3 separate regions of the Mus musculus genome follow, and regions 2 and 3 are each linked to region 1. A link is a contact called in public promoter capture Hi-C data. All regions are on one chromosome and are shown on one strand. The core of a region is the stretch at or near the end of the contact, and the rest is flanking DNA. Distances in the headings are between cores, read along the strand shown.

Region 1 (3,268 bases), core at 262-2,761:
CATGTTAAACACAATGCGGTGTATATTATGCAAACAAAGGAAAAGTACAGTTTCAGTGATCCTAACCAGCCCATACATGAGACTTGCAAGTTAGAACATTGTTAATAGCGGTGCCCAGAAAATATAATTATCTTTGTGAAGCCTCAAAACATTTAAAGTCTCAATTCTTGTTTCAGAATTCCCCTTCTGTCTGTATTTACACACATACACACACCCTTTAAATTTGTTTTTTGCTAGAGTCTTGCTACGGAGTCCAGGCTGGCTTTGAACTGATAATCCTCCTGCCTCAGCCTCCTGAGTGCTTGGATTACAAGTCTATGCCACCATATCCAGCCTAGGACAGTATTTTAATGTGAGCCAAAGATGGTGCATAAACCTTTAGTTTTCAAGGTGTGATGGCGTGTGGGTTTGTGGTTAAGCATAGATTGTGGATAAATCCGAAGGGATTTCTGGATTATAAAAGATACTGCATTTCCTGTGTGGAATAAAAGCAGTCTCTGGGGTTGGGTCCTTCTATAAAGCTTCGAAGGTATTGTTCTCTGTAGCTGAAGTATGTCCTATCCATTACTCTTCAATGCTTTGGTGGACTTGCTTACTCGGGTCAGGTGATAATCAGGGGAAAAAAAAAAAAAAGAAGCGTGTGTTTTTCATTCTCCGAACCACACCGAGGATATGGGAGACCGCAAACTAAAGTGGCACCTCTGGTCAAAGTGGCGGAGTGACAGCTCTACTTCCAAGTAGAAGGCTGCCCCTCCGGGAAGATTTAAGGTCCATCGTCCTAGTTTACTGGAAGCAAACTGGTTTGGTTTGGTTTTCCCCTTTCTACACAGGACTTATATGACCCTCTGAGTAAGCAGTGGACTGGTAATTGAGCGGTAGACTTGATACTTGTTTTCAGTGTCAACCAAATAAACAGCTATCTGGTAGCAGACGGCAGTGTTTTTGAAATTAGGCTTCCCATGTCGCCTGTTTAACCTCCTCCCCCACCCCCACCCCCCAAAATCTGTTTTCCTCAGTCCCTCGTTCTCTCTCTGTGTTATTGCCTGCCTGAGTCAATTATAGTCACTTATACCAGGTAGGCGTTGAATCAAGTGAATATTTGGCAAAAACACACAGTGTGACTGCTGGGCCCTCTGTTTATGAAGGTGTGGCATGCCCCGTTTGAGCCAGTGTTTGAGCCGTGAAACACCTCCTGCAAGCACTGAGCTTAGTGCATGGAAACTCCAGCTTCTTACGTTGTGTGAGCTCCTAATTGGTATGTAGCAAAACGTCATTTTCTAAAAACTGGTTGGTTGCTTGTTTTGTAATAAAAACATGTGAAATAGGAAATCTGGTTGTGTGTTTTCCTGGTCAGATCTCGTGGCCGTGGGTGGGTGGTCACGTTTCTCCCTTGCCCCAAGACTGGTTTTTGAGTGGACCCCTCCCTTCATGGCTTTGGGGTGGGTGGCCCTTGTCCTGGGATGGCATGGGTGGTGGGTGATATATGGGTGTGTGTGTGTAGAAGTGAGCCAGACTCTGACCTTTATAAAGTCCGAAGGCTGGCTGAGGCAGCATCCAGGCCAGGAAAAACAGTCGAATCGACGAGGTCAGGGAGCAAGATGAGCTTCCAGCGGTTGTGGGCTGTGCGAACACAGTTTCTCCTGCTGTGGTTGCTGCTACCAGCCGTGCCTGTTCCGTGGGCCGAGGCCAGGAGGTCCAGAGTCTCGCTGCCCTGTCCCGATGCCTGCGATCCCACGCGCTGCCCGACTCTGCCTACCTGCTCGGCCGGCTTGGCGCCGGTTCCCGATCGCTGCGGCTGCTGCCGAGTGTGCGCCGCGGCCGAGGGCCAGGAGTGTGGCGGGGCGCGGGGCCGGCCGTGCGCCCCAAGGCTGCGCTGCGGCGCCCCGTTCTCCCGGGATCCCTCGGGGGGCGCGTGGCTGGGCACCTGCGGCTGCGCGGAGGGTGCTGAGGATGCGGTAGTGTGCGGCAGCGATGGGCGCACCTACCCCAGCCTATGTGCGCTCCGCAAGGAGAACCGAGCCGCTCGCCAGCGGGGCGCGCTCCCGGCTGTGCCAGTGCAGAAGGGTGCCTGCGAGGAAGCAGGTGAGCGGGGCGCGGGCGAATCTCCTGACACTTCTCTTACTTTTCAGAGGGAGATGAAGTGAGTGCTCTAACTTCGCTCGCTCGCGAATTCAGTGGGCCTTCCTTCGCCATCTCTAGGGATTCAACCTGTTGTGGTTGTTCCTGGTGTTCTTGCCTGGTTAATTTTGGTCTCTTTACTGGCTGCCACTGGGCTTCCCTTTCTCCTTTTCTTCCCTCTGGTAGGACAGGGAGGGTCCTTTCATCTCCTGGTCTGGAGAACCTTCAGAGAAAGAGGGACGGGGAGATGCTGGGGAATTTTGAGATGCGACACCTGCATCCAGGGACGCACTCACCGTGGACCGTTTATTCACAGGGACCACAAGAGCAGGGCGGCTCCGGAGAAAGTACAACTTCATCGCCGCAGTGGTGGAGAAGGTGGCGCCGTCTGTGGTCCACTTGCAGCTGTTCCGCAGGTAAAGGTCCCATCTAGGATCAACTACCTCACCTGCTGGTTGCCAGATTTCTGACCATTAAAACCGCTGTGAGGAAACACAGATTCAAAGAGTTGGCTGGGGTGTAGGTGGGCAGTAGAATTCCGCAAAGCCTGCAGGAGACCTGACTTGCTAAGAGTTATTTCGCTAAAGAGCAAAGAGCCAAGCGCAAGGATTCTGGCTTCTAAATTGAAGCTACAGCAGTGCGTATTGGTGACTGGTGTTTCTTTCTCCCCGGTATCCCACAGCAAAACTAAAGGCTGACTGTAGGAGCTAGTAGTGAGCATTTGGTGGGCTTGTTTAGCCTTAGCACTCGCTTGCATGCAAGGAAACCCAAATGGAGAGCAAACTTAGTTTGTTCTGAGTCACAACGCCAGTTGGTAGTGGGAACTAAGAGCTAGATTCTGAGGCTGTGGCAGTAGTGTGAGCACAGGGTTAGCACCAGGTTTGGCCTGTTCGCTGCAGATGACAGACACACAGGTTCCCACACTGATCTAAAGGAGGAGACACCATCCTGGACCCAGATCTCAGTTGTGTTCAGAAAAGATGGCCAGGACGAGCTTCAGGCAGCTCACAAAGCACATGGAAGTGGGTAAGGCAAGAGTAAATGCATGAGAAAACTGGAAACGTAGCTGATAAACGTGAGGCTTCCTGCGACTCACACACAAAGGCTGGATTCCCTGATTTCCCTCCCTTCTGCTCACGCTACTGACTTG
Region 2 (3,268 bases), core at 543-3,042, 2.9 Mb after region 1:
CCCTCACTGGGTCCCCACAACCTCCTGCCTTTCTCTCTCTACAACTCAATCACAGGCTCTAGTCTTTTATTAACTTTAAATTGGGGAGCAAGATTTACATAGCTTCTCTGGGTGTACAGTTAGGGGGCAACCAGACCCAGACCATCCTCCAGTTGTTCTCCCTCACTTAAACAAACAAACAAACAAACAAACAAACAAACAAAACAAGGCGTCTAACATGATGTCAGGTGTCCTAAGGTCTGAGGTGGGGGTTGGGATAGGGGCAAGGGGTGGCTATTTAATGGGTTACAGATAGCTCAAGATAGGTTGTATCTGGGCCCTGGTCCTGCAACATCCCAAGCTCTCCACAACCTTTGAGGTTCCAATCAGTTAATCAGTTTGAAGATGTAGCTTTTTTCCTAGAAATATGTTTCACACATGTCATTTTTCTGAGGGAGTACAGCAATGAACCACCACTGTTAGCATGTCTGGGTTTTATGTTGGTGACATGTTTAAATGATGGGCGTCAAAGGTTAAGGCAGCATGCCTAAAAAGACAAACATAGACAAATTGTTCAACAGGAGTTGGTTTTGTTAGCATTCTGTCTAAGCTCCGCCCCACAGTTACCTGGCAATAGCCAGGCTTGCCTGACTCACTATGAGAGGGGCTGCTTGCTACCTCTGCCCTCTTCCCTCCTTTGCTCTCTCTTGTCTTCTTGCTCCTGCTCTGTCCTCTCACCCCTACTCCCCCTTGTCTACATGTGCTCTCAGCCAGCCTCTATTCCTCAACTCTCTCTGCCTTTCTCTGTCTCTAATACCCTTTTAACTCCCTTCCCCATTCCCTGAGTAAACTCTATTCTATACTATACCCATGGGCCTGCGGGGGCACCCCATACCTGACTACACATCCACCAAAACATATTCCTTCTTTCCTTTATCTTTTTATAACACACAATAGGTTTAACTTCACAGAATTATATCCTGCCTTGAAAGAGCAGAGGGTTATATCCTCAGTTTTCTTTTTCTTCTGTCTCCTACACTTGTTTGCATTTCACAAATGCATATATAAATGCACAGAAAGGGCTGGGCATAGAGTTGTAATCTTAGCACTCAGGAGGTCAAGGAAGACTGCAAGTGAGTTCTAGGCCAGCCTGTGCTACGTAGCAAGATTTTCAATAAAATAACAGCACAAAGGTAGATCTCAACTTAAGATTTTGTTTGCAAAGTCGGGCAAGTGGTGGCACACGCCTTTAATCCCAGCATTTGGGAGACAGAGGCAGGTGGATTTCTGAGTTCGAGGCCAGCCTGGTCTACAGAGTGAGTCCCAGGGCAGCCAGTGCTATACAGAGAAACCCTGTCTTGAAAAACCGAAAAAAGAAAAAAAAAAAAAAAGGTTTTGTTTGCAAGCTGTGCAAACACGAGACACCTAACATCTGAGCTCATCATCTCGCTTGCGAGGTATAATCGCAACCTAATTCTGTTAAGCAGCTCCAAAGATCATTCGGGAACTTGTCCTCAGGGAAAGCAATGAGCCTTATCCCTAAGGAGCGCACCAGCATTTGACAGGTGCAGTCACTGCGGTCCTTTGGCTTCCTCTGGGCTGTGTCTGAAGACATGTCCTGACTTGTCAAGCCTGGTCCTGCTATATCCTGAGGATTCAACAAGCCCGCTCCAACGGCGTCATCCATCCAGTTGGGAGAGCTTTGTTCGATTTTGAAATTTCTCGCCGGCTGCCAAGTCTCTGGATTCTGGGACGGCCCCGCCCCTCGCCTGGGCCCCGCCCCTCCGCGCTCATTGGTCCGTTCAATCCACGCCGGCGCCGAGGCGCGCTCATTAAGCGATGGCAGAGTCCAGGAAACGCTTCCTTGGCAGGGCTGCGAGGAATCCCTTGCCGGTGACCCGGGACCTGCAGCTGCCCCCGACCAGGCGAGACCAGCCGGCCTTCCGAGGTGAGCGATGGCACGGGGCCTCGGCCGCTAACTCTCTCTGAGAGCCCAGGCCGCTGCCGAGGGTAGCGCGTGGCTCGGCTCCTGCCGGGGCCAGCGGTTTATCTTCGGGGTCTGAGGGCGGGGGCGGGGCTGCCCGGACCCCCGACTGCGCCTGCGCGCGCGCTCGCTAGCTCCCGGGTTCTCCTATCTCTGTGCTTGGAACGTGGAGGTGAGGCTGGGACTGTTTGCATGATGTCCTGGACGTTTTGGAAAAATGGAGTTGAATGGTCTGCAGCAAGAATGTGGAAAACTTATGTAAGTTGGTCAGAATTTGGCGACTGGTATCAGATCTCTCTACACAGTTGTTTCTGGAACCCTATATTGAAATGTGTTCCCTGCAATTTTCACTCGATTAGGACATTTGATGCTATTTATTTATTTATTTATTTATTTGGGAGGATGAACCTCAGAGCTTTGTATACGCTAGGCAAGTATTCTATCATTGAGCACAAGCTAGAGTCCTGAGAGGAGGGAACCTAAACTGAGAAGATGTTTCCACAAGATCAGGCAGGCTGTAGGCCAGCCTGTAGGGCATCTTCTTAATTAGAGATTGATGGGAGAGGGAGGGCCCCGCCCATTGTGGGCGGTGCCACCCCTGGGCTAGTGGTCTTGAGTGCTATTTAAAAACAAAAACAAACAAACCAGGCAGAGCAAGCCTTGTAGCTACACTTCTTCATGGCACCAAGTTCCTGCCCTAACTGCTTTTGATGATGAGCTAACTGTACTATGGAGATATTAGTAAATGAACCCATTCTTCCCCAAGTTGCCTTTGGTGAGAGTGTTTTCATCACAGTAATAGTAAGCCTAAAACAGCACCTTGCATGTAATTTCTGATTCATGGGATCATTTGTCTAAATTGAGAAATCTCCTATTGTGTTGTTATAGGAATAATCTCTTTTCCCAGGGAGGAGACACTCCACACCCTTAGTGGTTACTCTTTAAAGCTCTTTAGTAGAAGTTGTTCGCTCTGGCTAGCACCCAAGGAAGAGCCAGCCCTGAATACGAGACTTCATTGGCTTTTTAAACACTTTAGACTGGTGCTTTCTTGTCGCTTTGGTTTTTGTTGTTGTTTTGAGACAGGGTTTCTCTGTAGCTCTAGCTGCCTGGAACTTGATCTGTAGACCAGGCTGGCCTTGAACTCAAGAATGTCTGCCTCTGCTTCCTGGGGTAGGCTTGTGCATTTTACACTACTCTCATCCTTAAATCTCTTTTAGATCCCAGCCCCAGGTTACACTTTGAACAATTTAAACAGAAAAAAAAGGTCACTGGCAATAATTCTGACATCTTTGCTGTGTCGACCTC
Region 3 (3,268 bases), core at 440-2,939, 2.1 Mb before region 1:
TATGTGGTTTCTGGGAATTGAACTCATGACCTCTGGAAGAGCAGTCAGTGCTCTTAACCCCTGAGGCATCTCTCCAGCCCCTTGCTTTTAACTCTTGATTTCCTGCCTTTACTTTCCAAGTGCTGGGGCAACAGGCGAGTTATATTAAAGTTCAATACAAGATTGTTTTCCCCTTTTCTCTCTTAAAAAAAAATTAAGAGAGGGTCTAGCTAGCCCTAGCTGGCCAGGCACTCACTCTGTACATCAAATTGCCCTTGGACTCAAAGAAACCTGCCTGCCTCTGCCTTCTGAGTGTCAGAATTAAAGGCACGTGCCACGTGGATAGCTCAAAGTTCAAGGTTTTAAACATGTCTGAGTCGGCCTGTAGCTTCCAGTTTGCCAAAAGTTGAAGGGGAGAGAGGAGGTGTGTGTGTGTGTGTGTGTGTGTGTATGTGTGTGTTTGAAGGCCAGATGTAGTAGCAAATGTCTTTAATCCTAGCACTCAGAAGGTAGAGAGAGGCAGATTTCTGTGAGTTTAAGACTATCCTGGTATATATAATGAGTTCCAAGACAGCCAGAGATATACAGTGACTCTTGTCTTAAAGTACAAAACAAAACAAAACACCCAAATCAAACCAACAATAAAATCCGACAATTTAAAATGCATTCTTACCAACTCCTAGCCTCCATCAATTCAGAAGATAGCATCTGAAACCCATGGAAAGGGTTTCCCCATATTCTGTAATGTTATTACCAGTGGTCCCTATCGTATGATATATGGCTCTCTTTGTTCTAAATCTAATGCAATCTTCATGTAACCACTTAACAGTTCTATGTGTTATTTGGAGAAACTTGTATCTATCTGTTCCTGGGCTCAAGTCCTCCTTTTTGGCTCTAGCATAAACTCTTGTACATCCTCTTTGAGGAGAGAACTATGGTTTTTCATGCTATTCTCTGAAGATATTTAAATCTACCACTCAAGATTTTAGTTCATCTTATTGTATTTATTTAGAGACATGTTCTTATTAAGTTGCTCTGACTGGACTGAACTCATTATGTACACCAGGCTTGGCTCAATCTCTACCTCCTAAATGCTAGGATTAAAGAAATATGTTGGAAAACAACAACAACAAGAGAGACTTTGAAAGAGAGACGGCAACTTAGTGTGGGGAGGTCCGTAGAGTACAACACAATTTACTGCTCTCTCACTGCAGAGTGATCTATTTTCTACTACGGTCAAACTTAACGTTCCTTACTACATAGAAAGGAAAAAACTGGTTCCACTTTTTTGAAGGGAGTTAAATCAGGCATGGTAATACAAGCCTGTAATCCCAGCATGTAGTAGGCAGAGGCAGGAGGATCAGTATTTTAGGTCAGCCTGGGCTACATAAGCATGATAGGCTAAAAAATAAATTATAAATTGGATAATATATTTTAAAAAATAGTGTTTTGCAGACAACAATTCCACATCTGTGGTTTGTGTCAACTCCCCACGTGGCCTAACCACAAAAACCCAGAGAGCCTGAGAAACAGTTAAATCCAGGAACCTCCCTTTCTAACTCAGGTTTCTACCCGAGTCCACAGAAGGGATCGGAAGTGGCGTACTGCCGAGGGGAGGAGCAAACTGCCAGCCGATTGGCCAGCTGGCCGGAGGAGGATGGTGCATCCGGAATAAGCGCCCCTCCACTTTATTGCCGCTGCCCAGTTACAAGTTCTCTGGGAGTTTGTGCCTGACGGCGGTACCGCAGCCCTGGACCGACCGACGAGATGCCGAACGGAAGCCGCTGCCCGGATTGCGGCTCCTCCGAGCTCGTGGAAGATTCGCATTATTCTCAGAGCCAGCTGGTGTGCTCCGACTGCGGCTGCGTGGTCACCGAAGGGGTCCTAACTACCACCTTTAGCGACGAGGGCAACTTCAGGGGTACTGGTCTTGAACCCGGGGATCGCCAGCCTTGGGCGGTGGAGTCCTTAAACCCAGCTCCCTCTTTCCAGCCTCCTCCCTTTCTTGGCCATGCGCACAGTTAAATGTGAGAGAATTGGGCTTAAGTAAACAGATGAGCTGGAGGAGGGTGCGATCCATCTGATTTCCCAGTACCTACAACGGTGTCTGGCATTGGGTGGGTATATTGGTTGGTGAATGAACGAAACGATAAAGGTTTCATTCGTCTTGTCAGACCTAGTCAGTGTTGAAGGAGTGCCGGTAAATTATTTGAAAATAACAACACGAACCATCATCTCCTAGCAGGTTTTAGCACTAATTGGCAACTTGCTCTCCTCTGCGTTCCACGCCATTGCTCTAGTACAGCGGTTCTCAACCGGTGGGTGGTGACCGCCGTGGTGTCCACAGAATCTTTCACAGGAGTCCCCTAAGACCATCCTGCATATAGGCGGTTTACATTATGATTCATAATGCAATTCATAATTCTCTTTTTTTTCTGTAGCTAATGCAATCTTCGTGTAACCATTACAAAATTACAGTTATGAAGTAGCAACGAAAATAATGTTAAGGTTGGGGGTCACCACAACGTGAGGAACTGTATTAAAGGGTGGCAGCATTAGGAAGGTTGAGAACCACTGCTCTAGCCCTTGGCTAATGCAGCCCTCAAAAGTGAATGTATCAGAGAAATTATTGGAAAATCAGAATTGCCAGTGCAGCTTTTAAAAATACAGTTCTGTCCTATTACTTTTACATAGATGGGTATCTTCTCTGAGGTAGAAGTAGATACACAGTCATTTGAAATCTCCCTGGCCTTATGCAGTCAGAGGGCAAGGAGGAGGTGAACGAAGGCCAGCTGGGTAATTTGTTGTTTGCTATTTTACAGAAGTGACATATTCTCGAAGCACTGGGGAAAACGAACAAGTTAGTCGCTGCCAGCAACGAGGTGAGAATCAAACTTTTTTCCCCCTTAAATTTCAGCTTTGCTTTTATTTATGTCACTGTTTAATGTTTTGATATTATGTGTATGGGTGTTCTTACTGCATGTATGTGTGTGTGTGCAGCATGTGCATGCCTGGTGCCCATGGAGTTAGAAGAGGGGGTTGGATCATCTGGAATTGCAGTTATAGATGGTCGTGAGCAGCCCTGTGGATGCTGGGAAGCAAACCCCAGGTCGTCTACAAGAGCAATAGTGCCTTTTAACTGCTGAGCCATCTCTCCAGCCCAGAGCATCAACCTTTTTTTTTCTTTTCTTTTCTTTTTTAAATATATTTTTTTATTACGTATTTTCCTCAATTACATTTCTAATGCTATCCCAAAAGTCCCCCATACCCTCCCCTCAACTCCCCTACC

The links. Promoter capture Hi-C pulls out the DNA fragments that hold promoters and counts their contacts.
Region 2: a contact with region 1 is called in a promoter capture Hi-C map of liver, with 2.9 times the contacts expected there. The contact joins the promoter of Ckap2 here to the promoter of Htra4 in region 1. A contact is called at or near these places in 3 of 39 promoter capture datasets (embryonic stem cells, liver and pre-B cells).
Region 3: a contact with region 1 is called in a promoter capture Hi-C map of liver, with 2.3 times the contacts expected there. The contact joins the promoter of Brf2 here to the promoter of Htra4 in region 1. A contact is called at or near these places in 1 of 39 promoter capture datasets (liver) and 1 of 9 other capture datasets (liver).

What each region holds. Positions count from the first base shown.
Region 1 is chr8:25,037,205-25,040,472 of GRCm38.p6, reverse strand. Htra4 (HtrA serine peptidase 4) reads left to right here and starts at 1,511. Exons shown (of 9, transcript NM_001081187.3): 1 at 1,511-2,082; 2 at 2,435-2,534. The coding sequence starts at 1,599. Plekha2 (pleckstrin homology domain-containing, family A (phosphoinositide binding specific) member 2) reads left to right here. Exons shown (of 12, transcript NM_031257.3): 12 at 1-1,329.
Region 2 is chr8:22,184,343-22,187,610 of GRCm38.p6, reverse strand. It overlaps Ckap2 (cytoskeleton associated protein 2), which reads left to right and starts at 1,792. Exons shown (of 9, transcript NM_001004140.2): 1 at 1,792-1,927. The coding sequence starts at 1,819. Gm29878 (a long non-coding RNA gene) reads right to left here and starts at 1,583. Exons shown (of 2, transcript XR_378798.3): 1 at 1,532-1,583; 2 at 459-526.
Region 3 is chr8:27,127,053-27,130,320 of GRCm38.p6, reverse strand. Brf2 (BRF2, RNA polymerase III transcription initiation factor 50kDa subunit) reads left to right here and starts at 1,689. Exons shown (of 4, transcript NM_025686.2): 1 at 1,689-1,900; 2 at 2,802-2,861. The coding sequence starts at 1,747.